Linked DNA regions of Mus musculus: region 2 is linked to region 1. Evidence: chromatin contacts called from public Hi-C data. All regions are on one chromosome and are shown on one strand. The core of a region is the stretch at or near the end of the contact, and the rest is flanking DNA. Distances in the headings are between cores, read along the strand shown.

Region 1 (6,652 bases), core at 1,617-4,116:
CTCTAGCATAAGTCTCTCTGGACTTGGTTTCTTCACTTGTAAAATGAGGGGGTAGGAATTGAGTGGCTTTCAGGCAGAGTCTCATTCAAAACCACCTGTGCATAGCCAGGCCCTGCCCAGGGGGTGATTCACTATACTCAGGGTGGGGCCCTGGTATCTTGGTTTCTTGCCCAGAACTGTGGAAAGGGACTTGAGACGCAGAACTCCTTCCTGTCTTCCCTAACTTTGAGCTCAGAGTTCATATTATGAGGCGGCTTGTTTGTTTGTTTGTTTTTAGATAGGGTCCTCCTAGATCTATGACCTTGCATTCATAGAAGTCCACCTGCCTCTGCTTCCCAAGTGCTGTGACTAAAGGTGTGTGCACTACACTTGACTGTACCGCTGATTTAGACTTACAAATCAGCCAGATGGGGATTTATGGTATTCTTTGGTGGAGGAAAAACACCTCTGTGTGTTAAGCCAGGCAAAGGAGGAGGTGAAAAAACCGATACAATCTTGGAGAGGCTCGGGAGCTCACAGGCAGAGATGATGCTGGAGTGTAAGCATGAGAGAGAGTACCTGTGCTAGAGACACCTTTGGGACATCGGTACCCAAAGCCTGTCCAGATCCAGACTGGTGCTGCTCAGGGAAAGAGTAGTCAGGACCGAGTGAGGATTGGTTTTAGAAGACAGAATTCTCGCTTGGGTTTTGAGGATTGGGAGTGGGGGCTAGCCAGAATAGGTGCAGCCCTTTCTCACACAGGCCTTGACAACAGGCTTGGATTTTAAACCCTGCTAATCACTGTGTGATCTTTGGCAAACAGCCAGCACTCCACACCTAATTTTTTATCCTTTGTAAAATGAGGATAACAAACCCAATATAATAGGACTTTTGAGAGTGTCAAATGAAAGTGCTTAGCCTGGGAAATGCTTATTGGATACAGGGTGTGAAGCCCCTTTTCCTGCGCAAGGAGGGGGATCTCAGAGGCTCAGCTCCCATTCTCCCCTGACTTAGTTTTGTTTAAGGAGAAAGCAGCCAGTCGATTGATTTCCCCACGGCCTGAGGTGTGGTCTGGAGTTGCAGAGCTTGCTCCCCAGCTCCTGTTGGCTGTCCTAGAGCTCTCCAGCCACAGCCCCTCAGTCTTCCAGGGTTCCTGAGAGAAGGAGTGACTTAAATCATACCCAAACACGAAACTCCTGCTGGATTTGCCCCGAGTCAGGGTTCCCTGCAGTCCCAGGGCAGTTTCTTTGCCCCTGCCTGCTTTTGTGAAAACTATGGGCCCACCCAGAGGAAGCACTCACGGGGGGGGGGGGGGCAGTCTGGTGGGGATACACTTGGGATGTGAGAGGCAGGGCTTCTGTATAAACATGCAGCAAGAGCTTTCTGTAACGTACAGACTGAGGGCTGGCTAGCGAGCATATTTGGCTCCCCTGTATCCTTGGCTGGGTTAACTTACTGTCCCTGTGGCTTCAGCTTAAATATCATGTCCTTTGCTGGCTTTCCTTCCCTATTGGTCTGTCATAGTACCCAGTCCCCTTTCTTTAGGACTTATAGCTGTGTAACTAACTGTATCTTCCTTCAGTAGATGCCTTCTCGAGTAGATGCCTTGTCAAGTAGACTGTAAGCTCCCTGAGGGGAGGGCTCTCTATTCTGTATTACCTGTCACGTTCTAGTCACTAACACCTTCGCTTCCCAGCTATTTCATTAAAAACAAAAGTTTTATTTTATCTGTATGTTTGCCTGCATGTATGTATGTGATTCTTACACACGATAGGAGCTCGCAGAGTCAGAACAGGGCTTGGGAACCCCTGGAGCTGGCGTTACAGGTGAGTGTGAGTGTGGAGAGTGTGGTTGCTAGGAACAAAGCATGTTCTGCAAGAGCAGCCAGCTTAGAACTGCAGAGCCAGCTCTCTACTCTGCTTCCCGTGTAAGAACAGGCTAGCTTTAACTTGTGATGCATCTGGGTGACCTTGAACTTCTGCTCTTTCTGCCTTTACCACTTGAGTGCTGAGATCACAGGTGTGTCCACTTCTTGCAGTTTTATGAGATGCTGAGGATAGAACATGCTCCATGCGTGTAGGCTTCATGCGTGTTAGGCAAGCACACTCCCAGATGAGGTACACCCTCAGCCTTAGGCACTTGATGTTTAATGAGGTGAGTGTGTGTATGTGTGTCTGTAGGGGTGTGTGTGTGTGTAGGGGTGGGTGTGGGTGTAGGGGTGGGTGTGGGTGTAGGTAGGAGTATGCGTGCCATGGCACACATGTGGAAGATCTCCTTGTTTACCTTGCACTTTTACATATGTTCCCGGTTAGCAGGCTATCGAAGCAAGTGCCTTATCTGCTGATCGATGTTTGGTGAGTGAATACATGAACTGACTTGGAGTTGGTGTGAGAGGGGTCCGAGGAGGTTTCTTAGGCAAAGTGGAGAGCCAGGCCTGGTGAAAAGTTGGGTGGCTGTGCTGGTTCCATCCTGCTGGTCAGGAAGTTCCTCCATACCCAGCTCCCTTTAGCTGCGATTTTTTTTTTTTCTGGCTTGGTTCTTGGTGGAGCCAGGACTACCTGGTCTCCACCCTGTAGAGAGTAACCCTGGCCTTCTTTCTAACTCTGTGATTCAGACAGTCATTTTCCACACCCTGCTGTCCCTACCCTCCGCCCGCTCTTCTTCCCCTGACTCAGCCTGGCACTCTGTGCTCAGTTCTTGGTTTTCTTTGTCGGCCTCTGAACACTTTAGAGCCTTCAGTAGGCCGCTGTCTGTCTGGGGTGGGGTAGGGTGGGGTAGGGGGTGCTCTTTTCATCTGGCCTCACCTTTCTGTCTCCAGTGGTGCCTGGGCCTTCTATGTTAGTAGGCAAGTGCTTTCCCACTGAACTACATCCCCAGCCCCTTTACTTCCTGTTTGAGACAGGGCCACAAGTTGCCCACACAGGCCATGAGTGTGTGTGCTCCGCCTGCCTCGATCTCCTGAGTAGCTGGGATGACAGGCGTGTGCCACCAGACGCAGCTGCTCATTTCTATAGTTTTTTTTTCTTACCCTTTCTTATGGCATCCTGTTGGACTTCTTGTATAACTAGAAGCAATATAGAGCTAAGATGGGCCACAGGTCTCTTCCTTGGCTCTGTGGACACCTGATTCAACAGTAGGAGGCTGGCAATGAGGAGTAATGATTTGTTTGTGCTGCGGCTGGAAATCGGCAGGGAGAAAGAAGCCTTGTTATTACCCAACCCCTGATTACTGCTGTAGTCCTCCTCCGTTACCCAACCCCTGATTACTGCTGTAGTCCTCCTCCGTTACTGCTGTAGTCCTCCTCTGTCAGCTTGGTAGCTGCCAGAGTGAATGGGCCGGTGTCTCCTGCCTGCTTCCTTCCTGCTTCTAGGCCTTCCCTTCCCCACTGGAACACAACCTTCTCCCTACCTCCCTCCCTCCCTCCCTCCCTCTCTTTCCCCTCCCCCCCTCTGTCTCCCTCTCTCCCTCTCTCTTCCTCCCCTTCTTTCTCTCCCCCCTTCCTCCCCCCTCTTTCTCTCCCTCTCTCTCCCCCCCTCCTTTCTCTTTCTCTTTCTCTCTCTCTCCTGCCTCTTAGTTCCACTCATTCTCTTTTTCTCCTAAGCTGCTCCTTTTCACTCTTGAATGCTAGAAACATCGACTGTCTTAGAAAACCACCTCTTGCCACAGATTCTCTGTTCTGTGGGGGTCGATTCTTACAGTGACTCATGCAAATTTGTAGCATGTTATGGACTTGAAGATGTTTTTCCATCTGTGAATTCTTGTGAGAAGAGATGGGGTGGCAGTGTGAGGTTAAAGGATGTGCCCAGCTATCATTGCATCCTGTGCTTCTGACTTCCTTTCTGCACCAGCTACAAAGGCTTGCCTTTCAGCATCTTCTTAACACTTCAGTACCTTCCAGGAAGCTGTTGTCTGAAGAGGGGAAGGGTTTTTACCTTCTGTCCTTCCCACTGAGCTACATTGCCAGCCCCTTCTTATTTGAGACAGGGTCACAAGTTGCTCACAAAGGCCGTGAGCATGTGTTCTTCCTGCCTCAGTTTCCTGAGTAGCTGGGATAGCAGGCATGTGCCACGTCACAGGGCTGCTCATTTCTTTAAATCTGTTCTCCAGAAAGTCTGAGCGTCATCTCTTCCTGCCCTCCTGAGTGCATGGTCTTACTCTCTTGTTACTACTTGGGTTTTGCCAACTATAAGAACGGTCTCCTCCTCTTAAAAAAAAAAATCTGCTTTCAGGTAATACTTATCTATGACCTCCCTCCCTGCCCCCCATTACTTTTAGAGACCCTTGTTTTTCTCCCTCCTTCTCTGGAGGCAGGGTCTTGAATAGACTAGGCTGGCTTACACGGTTTCTGAGATGGTCTGGAGAGTCTGATCCTCCTACTTGCTGAGTGCTGGGGTTACAGGCAGATGACACCATCTGCCTGGTGTTCTGGGGTGCTGGGAATCGAGCCCAGGGCTTACTATATGCCAGGGGAGCGCCCTACGAACTGAGGAACAGCCCCGGCCTTAGGAGCTACTTTTAGTAGCTGTCCTTATGTGCCTGTCATTTTCCTTTCTGTGGTCATTTTGGAAGGACGGTGATAACCCCAAGCTAGTGTTAGAAACCACTGCTCTAAGGAATAGTTTTTTGTTTTTTGTTTTTTTTTTAAAGATGTATTTATTATTATACATAAATTCACTGTAGCCGACTTCAGACACACCAGAAGATGGTGTCAAATCTCATTATGGGTGGTTGTGAGCCACCATGTGGTTGCTGGGATTTGAACTCAGGACCTTTGGGAGAGCAGTCAGTGCCCTTACCTGCTGAGCCATCTCACCAGCCCCTCTAAGGAATAGTTTTATTTCTGTGTTCATATGACAGAAAATTCAGCCCTGACCTTCAACAACTTGGTTTAGCAGAAGGTCAGGAAGGGAATTACTATATAAACATGTAATTGGTGTCCTGAAAGGGTGACTACAGGGTACCCTGGAAACGGGACAGTTCCAGTAGGTAGTCATGTTTAAATTGAAGTCTAGAGGGACGTTCTAAGCCATCCAGGTACTGCAGAGGGGAATGACTGAAAATGGAGAACATGTGTAAGACAGGCTGGTGCAATAGAACTGAGACCCAGTAACATCTGGGCCTCTTGCCCTGCTTCCTTCCCACACAAGGAGAGACAAAGGGCACCATGAGTGTTGGCAGAGCTCCATGTAATTTAAAGCATTTCGAATTTATTTGTTGCATGTGGGTATGTGGAGGTCAGGAACTTTTGGCTATTAAATTCAGCTCATCAACTGGATGGTGGTGGTATACATCTTTAATAGTCCCAGCAAAGACAGGCAGATCTCTGTGAGTTCCAAGACAGCCAGGGCTACACAGAGAAACCCTGTCTCAAAAAACAACCCAATTTAAAATTGAGGTCATCAGGTCTGTGTGGCAAGTGCTCTTACCTGTTGAGCCATCTCACTGTCTGGACAGTGTCCATTTAAGTCACTTAAGGCAGTCAGATACAAGGCATCTAAGTACGAAGCTGCCATCCTCGGCTCATGGATAGCAGATGATGGCAGACGAGACCTAGTGGACAGAGTAGTATTACGTCAGAACACTGCTCCGGCATCAATGCTGGCTTTCTTTACTTGAGACCAGAGGTTCTCAGCCTGTGGGTCTCGACTCCTTTGGGGTGGGGTGGTGGTGTGAGTGTGGAATGACCCTTTCACAGGGGTCGCCTAAGACCATCAGAAAGCACATGATTCTTAACAGTAGCAACATTACAGTTAAGAAGTAGCAACAAAAGTAATTTTATGGTTGGTGTCACCACAACAGGAGGAATTGTATTAAAGGGTCACAGCATTAGGAAGGCTGAGAACCACTGGGCTAGGCAGATATTCCACTTGTCAGAGCCTTGGTTTTCTCATCTGCCCAGCTCTCTACAGTTCTGAAGCACAGATGAAAACACTTTAATGACTGCACATGCTGGGTGACTGGGAGAAGGCAGCAGCCATGGGATGATAATGCAGTTCTGCTCCCCGGGGACACACCAAGTGTGTGGAGAGCTTGTTCCGTTTTAAAAACTAAGGCCTTTACTTAACTCGGGGTAAAGGCAGGATACCACCTCAGCTGCCTGCAGGATTTGCAGGATTTCCTGACCTGCATGATCAGTAGTCTCCTCCAGACTTGAGGCTAGGGGCTGGTCTCCCTGGCCTGCAGCTCTGTTTCCCCTTAGAGAGCTCTGCAGGCAGGCGGAACCTCAGAAGCAAGCTGTTTATCTTTCGGGTTTTTCAGTTTATTTTTAAATTTCTGACTGATGGTATTTATTTTTTCCTTGTCCCTTTCTCCACTTCCCCAGCTCAAAAAGGGACCATCTGTCCTTGCCTTGCCTGCGGCCATTTTAGAGCCCCATCATGCTGCTTGAGTTTTGGTTCCTTCTCTTTTGCTCCCTCCCCTACCAGCCTTCCTCATGTAGATCTCCAGTGTTGGGCCATTTCTGAAGACCCTCTAGATTGATGCAGGCAGCCACCCTGGGGTCCTTGTGAGTCTGCAAAGTCTAGGGAGCCTAGGTCTGGGGACAGTAAAACCAAAGGGTGTAATTAGGGGAGATTCCCTTACATCCTTGCGGCAGGTAGGGTGCCCCTTTGCACTGACTAGTTTCTGATGAGAATGGCATCTGTATTCATAGATGTGTTCTGTTCTAACTTGT
Region 2 (5,837 bases), core at 1,622-4,121, 140 kb after region 1:
AGACAGCTGCTTCCCTGATTGCCCCTTCAGATGTTTTTCTTTTCAAAGACTTTATGTTTATTTATGTGCATGTGTCTGCGTCAGGGAATGCCACGTGTGTGCAGGTGTCCACAGAGGCCACAGGAGGCACTGGATCCCCTGGAGCTGAGCTATGGCTGGTTGTGAGCTGCCTGACATAGGTCCTGGGAACCAAACTTAGGTCTTCCTTAAGAGCAACACATGTGGCTGTGTGGCTGGGCATGGTGGCACATGACTTTAATTTCAGTATTTGGGAGGCAGAGTCAGATGTATTTAGAGAATGAGTCCAGGATGGCCAGGGCTACACACAGAGAAACCGTGTGTCCAAAAGGAGGGCAAAAAAAGTAGTACAAGTACATGCTCTATGATCCTTCTTGGCCAAGTCGGAGCCATCTCTCCAACCATGCGCCCCTCCCCCACTCCCCCACTTTGACCCCCAGTTTTTTGGCGCGGGGGTGGGGGGTAGGGTGAGGTTCGAGATAGCGTTTCTCTGTGTAGCCCTGACTTTCCTGGAACTCACTCTGTAGGCTGGCCTAGAACTCAGAAATTCGCCTGCCTCTGCCTCCCAAGTGCTGGGATTAAAGGTGTGTACCACCACCACCCAGCCCCTGCCTCCTGTTTTGAGACAGGGGCTTACTATGTAGCCTAGGCTAGCCTCAAACTCAAAAATCTCATGACTCAGTCTCCCAGCTATTGAGATTATAGATGTCTGTCTCCCAGGTATTGAGATTATAGGTGTATAATGTATAATATATGCATACCTAATTCCTTTCTGATTTTGAAAAACTGTTGAGGTCCCCAGGTCAGCAACTTGGCGAAGGGCAGGCACTTCTTGGCACCTTGGTGGGGGTGGCTCCCGGGGGAAGAGGTCTTACTGGGGCAGAAGACTGGTGGGAAATCGACTGCTGCTCTCTTAGCCTCTGACATTCCTTGATTGTCCTTGCTGAGGCCCTGGGGGAAGGCAAAAAGAAACCTTGCCTGGCCCCATGCTGTTGAGAGTCAGTGCTCATACTTGGCTCCAGGGTTGAGCCAGGTGGCTTGAATAACTGCTGCTAAGAAAACATCCTGTAGTCAAAGGCATAAGGCTGCCCACCCTCGCCTGGCTACCCTTGACCCTTTGCTGCATAATGGACAGATGTGGGACTTGGCCTTAAGGATCAAGGATGCCTCGGCTCAAATCCCAGCTTCAGTATTGCTTAACTGTACGATCTTGGCACATCTCCCCCCACCCCCCACCCCCGGACCCCAGTGTCCTTGTTTGTGAAATGAGATTAACATCTGACTCACTGAGCTGGATGAGCTGGTACTCCTGGTACTTAGGAGGCAGTTGGTAAATACTGAACATGCTTAGAAAATGTTGGCCATTGCTCCCCCAGGGTTGGCCAAGTAGATGTGGACATCAAGTTGACTGGCCAGTTCATCCGGGAGCAGCATTGCCTCTTCCGCAGCATCCCTCAGCCTGATGGAGAAGGTAATGGTCAGGGGGGAGAGCAGAATGGCTAAGATGGAGAGGGGGCCTAGGTACCACACAGAGAGCGAGCCATGCAGAAGAGGGGTGCTTCCTCTCCGTCTGCAGCGCGAGCTCATGGGTAAGCAGTGTGGTGATGGCTGTATGCGTGGCTGTGGACAGCTGGGGTCTTGAGGCACAAGTAGCACGTTGCTGTACCTTGGAGAGTGGGGTCTGGGTAATGAGGAAATAGAAATACTGCCTTCTTCATTCTTTTTTTCCCCTTAGCATTATGGTAATTATGTTTGAAACCCATCTTTGTATCAATGGGATATCTGAATTTGTCTCTGTGGGAAACTTGGGTCAATACAGCTATGGTGGCAAGGTTTCTGAGAGCTAAATGACCTTGGTATCTCTGTGGTTCCAAAGCTCTTGGGCCCTTTAGGCCTTACTCTAACTGTAAAGTTTTTAAGAATCCCAGGTTCTAGCCAGGCGTGGTGGCATGCGCCTTTAATCCCAGCACTTGGGAAGCAGAGGCAGAAGAATCTCTTGAGTTCCAGGCCAGCCTGGTCTACACAGCAAGTTCCAGGACAGCCAGGGCTACACAGAAAAGCCCTGTCTTGAAAAACCAAACAAACAAAGAAATCCAGGTTCTGAGGGTGACAGCTTGTTTGACATATCAAAGCCTTGAACAGCTTAGAGTGTGCTGTTGGGAACTGAACCTGGAGCTTCAGTCATGTGCCTGCCAGACAAGCACTCTTAACACTGAGCCCTGTGCACTAGCACTGAGCCCTTCACCCCAACACATTTTCTGTTTGCTTTGGGTTCTCTCTGTGTAGGTCAGACTGACCTTACACTCTTCATTATATTGCCTCAGCGACTCAAAGACTAGGAATACAGGTTCTATACCTGGCTTTCAGCACTTTTGTGTGTGATATGTGTCTGTATGGGTATGTGTGTGTGGTGTGTTCATATCAAGGCCAGAGATTGACATCAGTTGTCCTCTGTAATCGTTTCCCTGGATTCTTTTTTGGTGACACAGTCTTTCTGAGAACCTAAAAGCCCAATGATTCAGCAAGACTGGGTGGCCAGGGAGCTCCAAAGAGCCACCTTCTCCACTCCTCTCAGCTCTCTGGTGACACTGTGCATTACCACGGCCAGCTCATACTGGCAATAGAAAACTCAGGTCCACATGCTAGTGCAGCAGACACTAAGAATTAGCCAGAATGTGCTTGGAGGCAGAGGCAGGAGGCTCACTTGAGCCCAGGAGTTGGGTGGGAGCCTAGGCAGTGTGTAGAGACCATTAAGAAATTAAAAAAAGGGCTGGTGAGATGGCTCAGCAGTTAAGAGCACTGACTGCTCTTCCAGAGGTCATGAGTTCAAATCCCAGCAATCACATGGTGGCTCACAACCATCCGTAATGAGGAAACAAATAAAAAAACCTATGGGCCGGAGCAAGCAGGGCCTGGAGCAGGGAAAAGAAAGAGAAAAAGAAAGAAGGAAAAGATTCAAGTGGCTTACAGCTCAGGTTAAGACATTCAGTTTCAGTTTGGTTCAGGGTTAACAGATTGGTGCAGTCAGTCTGGTCCCCATGGTGAACAAGTGCTTCCTCTTTGAGGGGCTGGAAGCAGTTGAATCAGTTCAGAACAGTGAGATATTGCCAAGTTCCTGTTCTGTGGTTACCTCGGGCAGTAAGCTTGCGAAGGCAGATATTACAGTCTGTGAAGCCCTTTTCAGTATGGCAATGTCCTAGGAGTCTATAGTGTGTCAGAGGAGGTGACACATAGGCATGTGGCTATGTGACTGACACCCATGGGGCAAGCCCATGCTCCAGAGTGCATATGTGTCAGAGGAGGTGTGCACGACTGTGACATATGTTACAATAAAAACAGTCAATGTGTCTGTGCTCCAGGGGGTGGGCTGTAAAGGTTTGGTTCATCTGGGCTGTTCTAACGATAGACTTAAGACTTACCAGGGGTAGGTAGAGAAGGTGTAGGCGCTGGGGACATGCAGTAGTTATAGACTGACCATCTATTTTTCTCTTTGAGTTGTCTCACTCAGTCACAGGAGACAGAGCTGAGGTGTCCAGGTTAGGTAATCAGCCCTAGAAAACAACAGAGCTGGACCGTATCAGAGACTGACAGTTTCAGGGGCTGTGCCCTTGGCTGTGTCCCTGGCTGCTGGATTCCTGAGGAAATGAGGGTTGGGAATGTGGCCGATGTGGTAGAGCGCTCCTGTAGCTTGTGTGAAGCCAGGAGTTTGCCCTTCAGTACTGCACACAGCTAACTGTGCTGTGGCTGTGATCCCAACCCCTTGGGGTGTGGGGTGTGGGGAGCAGGGAACCAGGAGTTCAAGGCCATCCTCCCTGTCTCAAGAAAGGTGGTAAAGCACCTGCTCTGGTCTGGAGCAGTCGTCTCACCTGGACCCACTTTCTTCCTGCAACACCACCCCTGTTTCATCCTTTAGATAATCTTTAGATTATCTGCTTTTAAAAAATTGTTAGAATTCCCAGGCAGTGGTGGCATACGCCTTTAGTCCCAGGACTCAGGAAGCTGAGGCAGGCTGATCTCTGTGAATTCAAAGCCAGCTTGGACTACAGAGTGAGTTCCAAGACAGCCAGGGCTACACAGAGAAACCCGAAAAACAAACAAAAGTTGCAATCATCCTGTTGAAATATGTTCTTCTTTAGTGTCTGCATGCGTGTGGAGGTTAGAGGGCAACTTTCAGGGGTCAGTTCTCTCCTTCTGCCATATGCGTTGGGAGGATTGAACTCATCAGGCATGGCAGCAAATGCCTGCACCTGCTAAGTCATCTTCACTGGCCTTGAGTTATCCTAATTTTCATCCGCCTTACCAGCCAGGTTAAGGTCTGGGAGAGCAGGGATTATTGGTCTTTAACCTCGCATATGGCTGTGTATTGGGGCATGATGGGAAATAAATGAAGGTAAGATAGATTGCCCCTGCCAATCCTCTTGCTGTTCTCAGTCATGCAGTGGTACTCTTAGATGTGTCTTTCCCAGTCTTCCTCTGTCCATTGGCAGCTAAGTCACTCTCCCATCACACCTCAGCTGCGAATCTCCTCCCTCACAGACACCTTGCCTGTCCTCTGTCCGTAAGCCAGGGCTCTTTGTGCTGCCTTGGTCCTCCCTGTGCATCACTAGTAGGCCCAGTTTCTGTGTCTGTCTAATGCTGGAGTCCATCCTCATTCCATGGGTTTCTATTACTTGTAATGTAAATTAAAAAAAAAAAATGGGGGCCGAGAGTCAGGCTTGGTGGCCCAGGCCTTCAATCCCAGCCCTCGGGCAGGTGGCTCTCCATGAGTGTGAAGCCAGGCTGTTGTACAGAATGAGCTCCAGCGTAGCCCAGAGCTACATAGTGAGGCCCTACTTAAAAAATGAAACAGTTGTGCTGGAGAGATGAGATGGCTCAGTGGGTAAGAGCACTGACTGCTCTTCCAGAGGTCCTGAGTTCAGTTCCCAGCAACCACATGGTGGCTCACAACCATCTCTAATGGGATCTGATGTCCTTTTCTGGTGTGTCTGAAGACAGCTACAGTGTACTCATATATAAATAAATAAATCTTTAAAAAAAGGTTAGGCTGAAGATATAGCTCAGTGGTATATCCTTAAGTTTAATCTCTAGTCTGTGTATCTGTCTGTTTTTCTGTTCTCTCTCTCTCTCTCCCTCTCTCTCTCTCTCTCTCTCTCTCTCACACACACACACACACACACACACACACACACACACACGCACACACAGAGTAAATAAATAGGAAAAGTCTAGACATGGTAGCACACAGCTTTAACCACAGCATTTGGAAGGCAGAGACAGGCAGATCTCTGACTTGGAGGCTAGCCTGGTCTACATAGTAAGAGTTCCAGGTCTACACAGTGAGACCCTTACTCAACAGATAAAGGAATAGATAAGTAAATAAGTCATGTTTGCATATTATCATTATATTTTCAACTATTCTGTGAATAAAGACTTCATTATCCCAATTTATAGAAGATTCCAAAGCCTAGATAGTTTGTTGAGTATCACTGGCTCAGCAGTCATAGGTCTTGGGTCTTTGGAACTGGAGGGTCCCCCAGTGAAAATAAGATACCACTTCTTTTTTTTGTTTGTTTGTTTTTGTTTTGTTTTTCGAGACAGGGTTTCCTCTGTATAGCCCTGGCTGTACTGGAACTCACTCTGTAGACCAGGCTGGCCTCGAACTCAGTAATCTGCCTGCCTCTGCCTCCCAAGGGCTGGGATTAAAGACATGCGCCACCACCGCCAGACTAAGATACCACTTCTTAATGTGGCTGCTTGTGCTCCTGCAAGCAATGGGCTCACAGATAGATGTTTGGGTTGGGATTTATTCTATTTGTTTG

Evidence for each region. A called contact is a pair of places that touch in the nucleus more often than the background predicts.
Region 2: a contact with region 1 is called in a Hi-C map of bone marrow-derived macrophages, with 29 read pairs. The contact joins two enhancer-like sites. A contact is called at or near these places in 1 of 484 Hi-C or Micro-C datasets (bone marrow-derived macrophages), 3 of 115 datasets of contacts at active chromatin or transcription factors (bone marrow-derived macrophages, double positive thymocytes and pancreatic cancer cells) and 1 of 9 other capture datasets (liver).

Annotation. Positions count from the first base shown.
Region 1 is chr11:70,577,260-70,583,911 of GRCm38.p6, forward strand. All of the region lies in intron 1 of Mink1 (misshapen-like kinase 1 (zebrafish)), which reads left to right. Among named protein-coding and RNA genes, the nearest start is that of Mink1, 18 kb to the left of the region's middle. Within about 2 kb of position 2,867, at least 132 of the 459 cell types and tissues checked have an H3K27ac peak or open chromatin away from gene starts, as enhancers often do. A contact at or near this core is called in bone marrow-derived macrophages and pancreatic cancer cells, where this site is marked.
Region 2 is chr11:70,717,605-70,723,441 of GRCm38.p6, forward strand. Kif1c (kinesin family member 1C) reads left to right here. Exons shown (of 23, transcript NM_153103.2): 18 at 1,395-1,489. Among named protein-coding and RNA genes, the nearest start is that of Mir6925, 15 kb to the left of the region's middle. Within about 2 kb of position 2,872, at least 84 of the 459 cell types and tissues checked have an H3K27ac peak or open chromatin away from gene starts, as enhancers often do. A contact at or near this core is called in bone marrow-derived macrophages and pancreatic cancer cells, where this site is marked.